Regions from separate parts of the Mus musculus genome. Here region 1 is linked to region 2. The links are chromatin contacts, called in public HiChIP or PLAC-seq maps. All regions are on one chromosome and are shown on one strand. The core of a region is the stretch at or near the end of the contact, and the rest is flanking DNA. Distances in the headings are between cores, read along the strand shown. Region 1 overlaps Gm13986 (predicted gene 13986). Region 2 has its middle 36 kb from the start of Gm32210.

Region 1 (6,189 bases), core at 632-3,131, 260 kb after region 2:
TTACAGAATAAGAACACATAATAGTACTTGACAGCTAGCAAGCAAAGACATCGGGTATAGATTTACACATGTCTAAACAAAAGTAAACAAAGGTGCAGAACTCTACATTTCTGAAAGCAGAAGACTCAGCCATTGTGTCAAGTCCAGGATTTCATTTGAAGAGTCTTTGTGGAACACTTAAAACTTGTCATTGACTGGCATATGTCTGAGTACATTCAAGAAAAAGTAGTCTACTTGACTGCTTTATAGCATGGAGTTTATGTTTAGCTACCTTGTATATCAATTCAAACAAAAGATTTGAGATAGCTGTAACTATAATCTGAGACTCTGTCCATCTGCCCTTTCCTTATCCCACTTCTCCAACAGTCTCTTAGCTTCCTTTGCTCATGCTCAGTTTGACCCCACTCTGCCAGTAAGTTGCTAGCAGCCATGGCCTACCCTGAGCTTCTGGGCCTACAGCCTTGCACTCCAAGACTGCGCTCCAAACTGAATGCACTTCTTTCTATAAAACCCTGTTTATGTCATAAAATGCAGATCACACAGCTGTTCCAGATCTTTCTTGCTATGATATTTACAAAGAAGCTGCTGACAGAGTCCAGCAATGAATATGGAATTCACCATGTGATTTGCATGTGAATATCTGTCTGTGGTATAGTCTCACTGAGGTCAATAGGCTACCCTTGAGCAGTAGTTGGTATCAACATAGTTGCTCCAGAGGGGAAACAGAGGCCATGGAGTAATATCAGATGGTTAACTCCTGTTCTAAGGTGAATTGAATTTGTGATCTTTAGTAATTACTTCTTCTCTGTAATCTTAAATTCCTTGCTTTCGTTTTATACTATGAAGCCTGAAGTGATGGCTGAGTTCCCACCAATTGTCTTTGAGAACATTGTCTAATTTATTTATTTATTGCAATTATTTTTTAAATTTCTGTAGCTAATCATCTAGAGCATGCTTGTTTCAATGCTAGTTTTCTAGCACATGCATACACACACACACACACACACTGTTTCTAAGCAGTGGCAAGGTCTCTCTAAGTATTATTCAAGGACCCAAAGTTCTACCATTATTGTGACCATCTAGTGATGGGCTTTTTAAAGTTGATGGCAGACTGTAAATTACAAGCCAAATAAACCCTTTCTTCCTTCCTCAATTTGGTTTTGATTAGTGTGTTATCACAATGACAGAAAAGCAAAGTAGAAAAGCTATGTATTTTCATATATGTGTATATATGCTAGAGACATAAGATCTTGTTTGCTTTACCGTGATTCACTTGTCCATTTGCTTACTTTAGTGTGAGCCACGGTGTAGGAGTTTAGTAAGTAGTTTAGTAAGATTGGGTAGAATGCAACTGCCAAGTCCTAAATTAGCACTGCTGAGAGAGCAAATTGGGTAGCAAGGGTCCTGGCCTTCCTTGAGCTGTATGCTAAGGGCCTGGCACAGTGAGCTATCAAAATCAATCAAGCGTATAAACAAGTCTCCTGGGGATGATTAATCCTTGCTGAGAAGGTGCCAGGAGGTAAACGATGTGTCAATAATTCTATAGTCAGCTCTAATAGGCCAGGCTGAGTGGGAAGTGTTGGCAAAGTGCTGGGACAGCCAGGCGTGTCTTGACGCAACACAAAGGTGTTCGCTTAGCCTACTAATATTTTTCTTGGATAATAATGAAAATCCTGCTGGAAGGACCTTCTAGTTCTCCTTCTGCTGATACCAATCCACACATAAGTTGACAGGGGAAGAGGATCAAAGCTTTTTACTTTCCTTTTTTGAGAAAAACCAGTGGTCATTTTCAAATTCTGACTCATTCTTTTATCCAATAAGGTTATCAACTACAGGCTCAGGGTAAGATATATACAGCAAAGAGCAATAAAGATTTAGTGTTTGTTCTCACAAAATTTGCTCTGTGTTGGGGAAGAAAGACAATCCATTGGGCATATATGATAACTGACTGTGATAAGTGCTCTGTTCAGAACTCAGCAAACACCATGGAGCCTGCTTTGTTGGGGAGAGGCTTTCAAAATATCCTGAAGTCTGACTAAAGCAAAGGTGCAGCTATGAGAAGAACTTCTGGAAGTGTGTTCTAGGCGAAGAAAATAGCATACAATCCTTGTAGATCTCTCTGAGTCCAAGTAGAGAAGATGACTAGAAATTGAGCTAGACCTGAGTCTACCTGCAAAGAAACAAGAGTGAAGTGTATTCAAGTTACCTTCAGCTTTCATGGTTTAGGATTCCTATGAGTTCTTATGATGTTTGGGAACCTCATACAGTGAGGCACAGTGGCACAGAGCACACCAACATCTCTGGAAGATACAGGAAGGCACTGCACTTACCGGGCAAAACCCACAGAGCCTCATCTGCCATAGAAAGCTGAAACATGGGCCAGGCCTGCTGGGGACCTTCACTCTCTACCCCTTTGCCATTCCCATCAGTTAGTCACAAGTGCTCAAACTAGAGTTAAAGGGTCCTTAACACAGCACATAGTGAGGGAGACCACAGGATTAAATGGGCAGCAGAGACAGGCCTATTCATCGCTAGCCTGAGGGAAAGACTTAGGCTAGGGAATCAGTTTAGCAGCCAGGTCGTTTATCATTGGGTTATAAGTTCATGTAAGATAAATATATGGTTCCTAATAAAAACAGACACCCAGACAAGGAGGTTCTTTAACAATGAACAAGTCTCACGCTCCCTCTGCTCTGGCAGGCATCACAGGCGCTGTTCCAGGCCATTTCCGTTATAGCCCAGAGATGATAAAAGGAAGGATTCATTTTCTTCATGGATTGTCTCCTGCGTAATTGCCCCCAGGCACTGGGGCCATTTTCGGTCTTGTTTTTGTTACAAGTAAATAAATTTTAGGTAAATAACTTTCCTAATATGGTCTGGCCAAAGAGCCACCTGTGCAATAATTTCCAACCAGTAAGTCCAGACAGCTTAAAGAAGCTTCTAGAAAGTTCTTTATGAGGCAAGACTATCATGACAAAGCTCATATCATGAGCTTATTTGACTTGGCATTTGCTGAAAAAGTACTTACTGTGGCATAATTTGGATACAAACCTAATGTTATTCATCTATAGCCTAGTCATTAAAACATGGGCCAAAGTTTTCCATTCTCCTGGATCAGGTTTTACTGCAAGACTGAAGAAAGCTGGTTGCATTAACATATCCACCCCATGTTATCACAAATGTGAACCAAAGGCAGCTCCCTCTGTCTACATAAAAACTGACTCAGTAAAGCTTATAACTTTGCAATGAGGATGTATGTTCATTAGTTATTTTTACATTAGAATACATTTTAGTAATATCTCTTGACCTCTGTCTGGAAATGTTGCTTTCATTTCCACCATCTGTATACTTGAGGTTGAATGTCTGTACATGTGTGTGTGTGTGTGTATGTGTGTGTGTGTGTTTGTGTGATTGTTTGTGTGTGTGTGAGCATGCACACGTGTGCTGAAAAGCCACCTCCCCATACAGACTCAGCAGTAGTGAGGCTGTAATCCACGCATCTTTCATCCATCCAAAGCTTCCAAACAGACTCGGGCAGAAATCTTCCACATGTTTGCGTTGGGCCCCCTGAGGTGGTGAAAACATGACTTTTCATGAACTTAAACGCAGCGCAAAACTTTCCAGAGAGTGATAACCTAATTCTAAACATGTCAGCATATGCAGCTCTTCAAGTCCCAACAGCTTTTCTCTGCAGCTGTAGAGGAATCAAGAGAAAACACCAGGACCAGCCTTCCCGAGACAGAGGATGGTGGGCTTTGAACATCTCTCTGACGGGAAGCAGCAGTGGGCAGGTCAGGAATTCATCAACAGCCACATTAACGGGAACTACTAGCTCTGTAAGAATGTGGTTGTCAGTTTCTGGAAGATATACCAAGCCATATTTGATGCTGGAGACCAAGGAGTATGAGGTAGAGGAGGTGATGAGTCACCAAAATGGCTGGAAGTTTGGGTTGACATTTATGTCTGAGATTTATCTTGGTAAGAAGAGCTGAGGAAATGGAAGGCCTGTCATGCATTTCTTTTCCCACAAGAAACAGCCCTTTATGGATGCCCATGTGACCTTTCATTAGCTCAGCAAACAGGCCTCAGATGCTGAGCAGGGAGAGGACACAATATTGAGTACGGGGAAGGTGGAAGGGATGGCACTCAAGCAACTTCTTAAGTCACAACTTTTCAGAGTTAGTTATCTCTGATATTTCTCCATATTAACTGTGCTAGACAAACCTAAGAGTTGGGACATCAATGTATAGGAAGGAACATGGCCATCAGCTCATCTAGGCATATTCAGTAAAGGACACAGCATGAAGGACAGAGAGTATGTCATCACCAGGCACAAAACTCCCCCAGAGCACCCCCTCCCTACCATTTCTCTGTACAGCCTGCTTACTGCTCCACCTACCTGGCTGTCTCACGTCACTCATCTTAAGTATCCAGTCCTGTTTCCAAGCAGTTCTGCAGAAAGGGACACATTAACGGCAATTCTTTTTCTGAAAACACACACAGTTACAGTGATTGGGACACATTCTAGCAGGGTTTGCTTCACTATGAAAGTGCTGCAAACTGGGGCCCCATTAGGAAATGAGTGAATTGCATTTTAGGGTGTTAAATCCTACAGAGTCCAACCCAAGTCCAAGTAGATCAGTCACTGTGTAATCATTAGGTCACAGAAATACTAGCCCCTTGTGTTCTTTGGTTTGTTGAGTTCATCTGATAAAGTCACCAAACTAACAGAATGAAGAATAAAATCTATAACATCTCATTTGACCATAGTTGGAAGTAAAGCAGCAGTTCTTAGAGAAATTTCCCAGCCCTTTTGCCTTGGCAAACATAAGAGGGAGGAAAAGAAAGAAAGACAGCAGGAGACCCTCCTCATTGCTAACTTGAGGCATGTCTCTACACACTCTGCATTTAGAGCTTAGAAGTTGAGCGAAAGACAAAAGTGAGCAGCTTTCATCTATCTGGGAATGACTGTAGGGGAGGGAAGCAAGCTGACACTTCTCCTTGTCTATCATGATTTAAATGGATTTGACAGTCCTGCTCCACCTTTGGAGATTCCTCGATACGTGCACAGTGTTCTTATGAGCTCACCAGTGGCTACCTATTCCTTATATTTGAACTTTGATTCCTCTGAAACAAGAATTCAGGGCTTCATTGTTCTTTGTGGAACTTGAGTTTGCTTTTGCTTTTACTCTTCATTGTTTAGCTTGGGGCTGAAAATGTCTGAAAGTTCTACAGGAAGCATCATTGACAGTCTTGGAATGTTTTTCCCAAGAGTTGCTGTCCACAGAGGGGAATCTGTAGATTCTCTGCACTAAGGGAAGCAGTGGTTTACAAATCCCTGTTTGGGAAAATGGCCACTGGTTCTCAGTTTCCTATCCAGGTGAAGAGTGTCATCAAGTCTGCCATTCTGTGACTGTCCACTTATATCACCCAGCCATATTCCAAAGGCCATATTCCAAAAGCCCTCCTCTGCTCCAGAACCCACAGAACAAAAATCACTCTCTGGTCTTTCCACCCCTTTGTCCCAAGCCACGAAAATGTTTCTCTCCTGCCCTGAATTCCCTCACCTCCTGTTCTGGACTACTATTACTACTCTCACAGTTATGATCAGATTTGCTCCTCTGCTACACATTTGTGACAAGCAACTTATCCTCTATCTCCATATACCCAAGTTCCCCACACGGTGGGGTTCCAAATGGTACCTTCAGGAAGTGATACTGTCTGCCCTAAAGAAAGTCACCTTTGTATCCAGGTTTAACTCTCTTCCTGCTCTCCTGTTCTACTTGAAATCATACTTAATTTTGTATACTTTTGCCTTCTCATCTAGGCTGGAAGAGCAAGAATTGAATGCAACTTCCCTTTCCATTTTCTCTTTACATAACTAAGAGCCAATACAATTCAAATCATGTGTGGCTTGATGGTCCTTTGAATGCGTATTTTGTTTAACATCTAGAAGCTTCTTCCACAGCCTTTTTGTTTCCACCGACTTCTCTTCAGACTTGTCAATCATTAGAAAAAAAATAATAAGTCCTAAAAGCTTGTGGTAGCCAGTCCCTGCTTTAATGCCATCCATTTCACTCTAAAACCCCTAAATGCCATCAGAGGCCAACAGGGCCCAGGTAAACGTGCTTTGCCCCCATGAAACTGAGAAATGGAAATTCCTTTGAGGTATAGCCCAAATTCCTTCCA
Region 2 (6,383 bases), core at 865-3,364:
AGAGGAAAGGTCCAGAAACGAAGGAAAGAGAAGGTTTCCTAGTGTGCTACATACCATCTGATGGAGAATTGTCACTCTTGTTTATGGTGTGCCTGGCTCTCATGGGATGCAATTGTGCTCCATTCATCTTTATGTTATATATAACGCAGTTCCCTTAGCTGATTGTAAGGAATGGATAAACGGAGTCGTTTGTGAAGGTGTTTACTGGCCTGGCCTCTCTGGCTGTGAAATCAGGGCTGTGTGTACCCTCTCATCTTTCACCCACTTCAAAGCTGAAACCAGTCCTTCAGAGTGTCTCACCTCTAGGTTCGAACCAAATGATGCTTGCCTTTGGTTTTTGGAGAAAAGACTGCAGTGGACAGTTAAACTGACTTAAATTTAGCAGCATTGGGCAAGAATAGCAATGTTCTAATCCTGTTTCCTCCTACGGAATGTGAGTTGTGGTCAGACTAATATGTTTTTGCCTCCTGTGACTTAGATCAAATTTCACAGGCCAGACAGGGCGTAGGGAGCCAGGCAGCAGCAGCAGCAGCCATTCTCCCTGGTAAACAGTGTCACACCTTCCTTGGATGCCTCAGGGCACCCTGTGTGCCCTGGCATTAAGACATAGCACCAGGGCCTTTCTGTTTCCCCTGCCTTCTTTCTCTGCCCAGTGTTCATGTGGAGCTTGGCTTCCTATTCTTAGCACTGGGTAAGGCAATGCTGTGCAGGTGTAAGAGATGCTCCAAGAGGCTGCTTCAGAAAAACACTCCCAGGAATTGGTTTGACTCAGAGTTTTAGACTTCACTTTCAGTAAGAAAACAAGGTCAGTGGCTCTGAAATGTCCACCAGAGGAGGCTGAATTGGCCTCGAAGTGTAATCGGACTTTGGGCAACTCTATTGCTACCAAGCTGACCAAAGATGTTAGAGAAGCAGAGTGTCTCTATATGCAGAAAGGAACAAGAAAAGCTGAGTTCCTTCAGGGGTTGCTGTGGAGAGACACCTGCTCAGACACCTACTGGGATTTAAGAGTTCGCTCCTCTTCCTACAGAAGCTCAAAAATCTTTGCCTACCTAGAAACAAAGGGGCTGTTTCACCCACCATACTTCAATAACTCTTGCTCATGGAGTCATGGAGTCAAAATCCAATCAGGAAAAAAAGGGAGATTTTTTTTTTAACTTTTAGAGGAATAAACTGATTTTTTTTATTCCTTCCTAGAGCCTAAAGCTTTCTCACAGCTTCAACTGTTATTTTACTCAAAGAATACTATCTATATAAAGCAATGACGAGATAATCAGACTGTTTCTAGAAACAGGAACTAGGACCCATACCTAAAGTCTTAGAGTTGGCTACCTGTTGTTGAGGTAAGCATCATGACTAAAAGCAGCTTGGTGAAGAACAGGTTTATTTCATCTCACACTTTTTAGTTTATCGTGAAAGATAGCCAGGGCAGGAAGTTGGGACAGGAGGGAACCTGGAGGCAGGAAACGGAAGCCAAAGCTATGGAAAAATGCCACTGGCTGACTTGCTCCTCCCAGCTTGCTCAGGTTGCTTTCTTATACACCCAGGACCACCACCTAGGGGGGATGGCATTGTCCACAGTGAGATGGGCACCTCCTCATTAATCAACAATTCAGAGAATGCCCCTCAGGCCGATCTGATGAGGACATTTTCTTTGTTGGGTTTCCTGTCTCAGACGACTCAAGCTTGTCAATAACAACAAGGACAAAAATACCTGACCAGTGAACCTAGAAAAGAGTATATGCTCATGGGGGTGATAAACAAGATAAATTAAGGAGGAGACAGATTTAACTGACACTTATTAATCTTGCCGGCCTGGATCATAAACCAAGCACAACAAGGCTTACACAATCAGTTGAGAGCGCTCCGAATTTCCTGTAGACTTGTCTTAATCCATGCTGGGAAAAATGGTATCCATCTAATAAAAATCATAGACTTTAGGCTTATAAAATATTAGCATCCTGTCAAAGGGTAGCTCTAGGAGAAAATAAGGAAACCACTGAAATCAATCTACTGCAGCCTGGTTAGTTGTTCCCACTAGCTAGCTAGACTGAGGTTCTTTGCCTGAGCTAGCTGGCCAGTAAGTTTGGGCCCCAGGGATCTCTTCACAGTGACTCACTGGCTTGCAGTAGCCAGACCAGCCCTTTTGTGGTTGCCAGGCTTTGGTGTGTCAGCTCTTGGTCTCTTTTCCCTCTCAGAAAAGATAAAAAGAGCAGACATCAGTATGAGAACTTGGGACTTGGATGAGGAATCATCCCTTAGAAATTATTATTAAAATTAAACAAAGGCATTAAAATCACTAATAAACAACTAAGCTAGAGGAGCGCATGATTGGAAGATGTTCTTAAGCACAGGAAAATGGGTCAACGAAGACTGGAGCTCCATTTCCATAAGACCTAAATAGCACTGTGATATTTACAGGAACCTTTATTTTGATTGGTTTAAATGAGATGTATTTTTAGTAGTTTCAGAAATTAGTAAACAAGAAGATCAAATCAAATAGTTGAAATTTATATGAGATTTTTTCCTAGTAGAGGGAATTGAGCTTTTAGGAATACTGCATCAGAATTGGGAAGGTTTCCATCTTATACTATTACGTTGTAAGATATTGCATTTCTTCCTAGAAGAACTCAGCTAGCTTCTCCTTTGGGGACAGTTAGATGCTATAAGCAGCCAATCTGTACAATGAGCCATACAGAAGCACATGAAGTGGTGTCTCTTCCCCAAGAACTCATCAGAGAGACAGACAGGAGCAGAAATGGGAGAAAGACACTTCAACATCAACAAGGCCAGGGCAGGGGTGAGAAAAGAGACTGTTGAGCCTTGCGTCTAAAACTGACTTGCTGAACATTAGAATTTTCTAATGACCATTCCACCAAATGTACTTTCCTTTAAACTTTAGATATTTTTATTATCTTCCTGCCTTCCAATTTAGGGATGCTTCAATTGTCTTTGTTCTAGATCTGTGCTATAGTGGGTATGGAAGAATAGAGAAGGGAAAGAAAATTGAAGGCATGTGGAGACATTCATGAATCTAAGTATAGAATTAATTAATTGTCACCAATAAGTTTAATAAGTTGTTTGAAAGAAAACATATTTATGAAGATTTTATGATTATGTACATGACTTATTGAAATATACTCTTTATAATTTGAACATAGGTTTACCTGTAAATACAGATAGATTCAGAAGACTGTGGGCCAAATGAAGTCAGTTACAGTTCTCTGGGAACAGTTGGTAGCCGCTGGTGTGAAAACATTGACAAATCCATTTTCTCTATCTATAGACTGTTGGCCAACAAGGGCATGCAAAAGTGGAGGAGCAATGGATAAAGGACAGTTATGGGGAAAGTGAATCTGAGAGGCAATTTCTAGTAGGCACTGTTGACTCTGATCTTCAATTAGAAAGCAGTAGGAAGTCAGAGACAGTAGACTACTTTCAAACTCACAAGCTACATTCCCACAGTTTCATAGACTCCAATAAAGGATATGAGACTTCTCTCTGGTTCATTGACAAAGGAATTTAACACACATGCACACTCCCACACACATAGACATACACACATGCACATATGCACACATGCATGTGCACTCCAGTATCTGGAGCTGCAATGCCAGCATCTCCTGTCTCAGTTCACCAAGAGTGACACACAGACAGCTAGTATGGCTTCCCACACAGTGCTGGGTTATGGACGAGGCATCGTGAGCTGAGCAACTCGTGTTATTTTTTTCAATAGACAGTAAACCTACCTTTCTATTTGCTGAAATAAGACATTACCTAGTTGTGACATAATCTTTGAAAAGTCTGTCATTGTCTTCGCATGGAGAATATTCAGAAACCTGACAGAGCCTAACAGAATGAAGTGTCCTTCCCTGGGCCTAGGGTCTCTCAGGCTTTGTCATCAATAAAGCTATGGAGTTGCTTATGGTGTTTGCTAAAAGTCCCTGCCCTCACCTTCTCTTAACCCTGCTTCCTTCTTCTGAGATCTTACTCTTAGGGGACAGGTGAGACTAGCAAAAGTTATTGGACATCACCTCAGCCATAGTGTACCGGGGACTTGCTTTAAAGGTAGTGTGTTCATTCACAGTGTGCACCCTACCCATCAAGGAGAAAGAAGTCCTTCTGTTCATGGTCACTGCAGTAGTAACTCTTAGTCTTTAGAGGTCCATATCCCAAGTCCAAGTTCTCAGCAGTGTCCGACACTTATGGAATATGTAATAGCTACACTGTTAATCATGGAAAGTAGTCTTCTTAGAGAAAATTTCCCAGAGAGAGGATGCTCAGCTCATTCACTCCACAGGTTCACTAACTCGGTGTAATAGTTTGCTCTTGGTTGTCAAGTGGACTGGGTCTAGAATCAGCTAAAAAGCAAACTCCTAGAAACACCTTTGGCAGGTTTTCTGATCAGGTTATTTGAAATGAGAAAACCCACTGTTTTGATGGCACCTTCCAGTGGCAGCCGAGATCAAAGGGGGTTTAAGAGAAAAGCTTTGCTTTACCTCCCTGCCTTCTCATCTCACTGGCAAGTCCACGTGTCCTGGTGTTTCTGCTGCTGCCATTCTCCGACACCAGACCTATCTTCCTCGGACTTCCAACATGGGCTGGAGACCTGTGACTCCCCAGGAATCACCAGGCCTTCAACACCAGAAGGGGACTGCTAAGGCACCCAACCTTATAGACTGAGAAGTTACCAGGTTCTGTCTCTTTTTATGAAGATAGCTATTGTTAGACTTTCCAGACTCAGGCTGTATTATGTAAAGCAATCTAATTAATCTCTCCTTAATTCATGTTCATTCTGTTTCTCTAGAGAACTCTGAATAAATTTACCCATGCAACTCACAATTTTGATCGTTAATTTTAAATCATCATTTATTCAAGCCATCACTTAAAGGAAAAATTCAGCCACAAAATCCTTATAGAGACTTTTTTCCTCTCCAATAGGCTTCCCAAGCAACAACCAGGAGGTCTTTTTTCTCCTTCGTGCATAAACTGGGTGCTTGTTGTCCTTGTGGGATGGAGAGGCAATGCGGGAGTTAGGAGGGTGGTTTGTCTTCTCCCTAGAAACAGCTGCTTTCTACATTAGTGGCTGGTGGCAAGCCTCCTTGCATCCCTTTACAGGGGAAAGGCTTGTAGCTGGAATATGAAGCCCAAACTGAGTCTGAGAAAATAAAGCTCCAGCCAAGGACAGATGCGAGATGACTCGAGCCTTGAACCACTCTGGAAACATGTCTACACCCTATGTTTGCCTTTGCGTCTAAAGCTGTAGGAGAATGTATACTTTCTTGTAAATATCTTTGACATTTTTCTTCACCTTCTCTGCCAGGAGTAGATCTAACCAGCCAACGAAATCTACTCATCTCTATTCACTGAAGTTTTTGAGACAATTCATATAAAATGTGATTTTTGACTACATTGTGGATAGTGGCTCAGGTTTCTCAGTCAGAAAAAGACATTGTAATTACAAACGAGGAAGACTAGAATAAGCCATGTGGGACTCGATTCAAATGGAAGGTTCTGTATGAGCTCATGGTTTCACATACACATTTTTATCCTAGTGATGTTTTTTAAGTGGGGAGCAGGAAACATATTTTCATGTCTGAGTATTGTTCTTCCCTACAAGGAAGCAGAAGTCATCAGAGAAGTGTTTCATTTCAGGATTGTGGCATGGAAGTTGCAATAGAGCTTAAAGATTGAGTGTGTCCAAAAGAAAGACTAAGACTCAGAGAATGATAAGAATCATCATAAAGACCTGTGAGGGAGTCTACCACTCAGAGACAGATGAGAAGATAGGAGAGGGGGAGGGATAGAGGGAGAGGGAGGGATAGAGGGAGAGGGAGGGGGAGAGGGAGAGGGAGAGGGAGAGGGAGAGGGAGAGGGAGGGAGAGGGAGAGAGAGAGAGAGAGAGAGAGAGAGAGAGAGAGAGAGAGAGAGAGAGAGAGGTAAGCATCATAGTGTCCAGTTCTAGTGATCAATACATCACACCTATAGTCAGCAGAGTGATTTGGTGCTTTTATAATTAGTTAAAAGAACAGCTATCATTATATCCCTCAAACTAGTTAGAATATTTGGAAGTATTCACCACAAGAAATCACCCCCCCACACACACACACACATATACAAATGTTAGGTGATCCATATGCTAATTACCCTAATTTGATCACAACTCAGTAAACACCCAAGTGAAAAACCTCACAGTGTGCCTCACTGACACGTGCAAGAATCTGTGCAAACCAGAAAGATGAAAATAGAAAAGAGAGAAGGGAGGCCACAAGGCCTGACACTATTACTGAGGCTATGGAATGCTCACTAAAAGGGATCTATCATGACCGCCCTCCAAAAGACCCAATAAGCAGCCGAAAGAGTCAGATGCAGATGTTTGCCCC

What was found. HiChIP or PLAC-seq counts read pairs in DNA pulled down with a chosen protein or histone mark.
Region 1: a FOXA1 HiChIP or PLAC-seq map of pancreatic cancer cells shows a contact between it and region 2. The contact joins two enhancer-like sites. A contact is called at or near these places in 1 of 484 Hi-C or Micro-C datasets (nephron progenitors) and 3 of 115 datasets of contacts at active chromatin or transcription factors (embryonic stem cells, fibro-adipogenic progenitors and pancreatic cancer cells).

What each region holds. Positions count from the first base shown.
Region 1 is chr2:117,926,775-117,932,963 of GRCm38.p6, forward strand. The region is part of intron 8 of Gm13986 (predicted gene 13986); the gene reads right to left. Among named protein-coding and RNA genes, the nearest start is that of 4930412B13Rik, 110 kb to the left of the region's middle. Within about 2 kb of position 1,882, at least 11 of the 459 cell types and tissues checked have an H3K27ac peak or open chromatin away from gene starts, as enhancers often do. A contact at or near this core is called in pancreatic cancer cells, where this site is marked.
Region 2 is chr2:117,666,242-117,672,624 of GRCm38.p6, forward strand. No RefSeq gene overlaps it. Among named protein-coding and RNA genes, the nearest start is that of Gm32210, 36 kb to the right of the region's middle. Within about 2 kb of position 2,115, at least 38 of the 459 cell types and tissues checked have an H3K27ac peak or open chromatin away from gene starts, as enhancers often do. A contact at or near this core is called in pancreatic cancer cells, where this site is marked.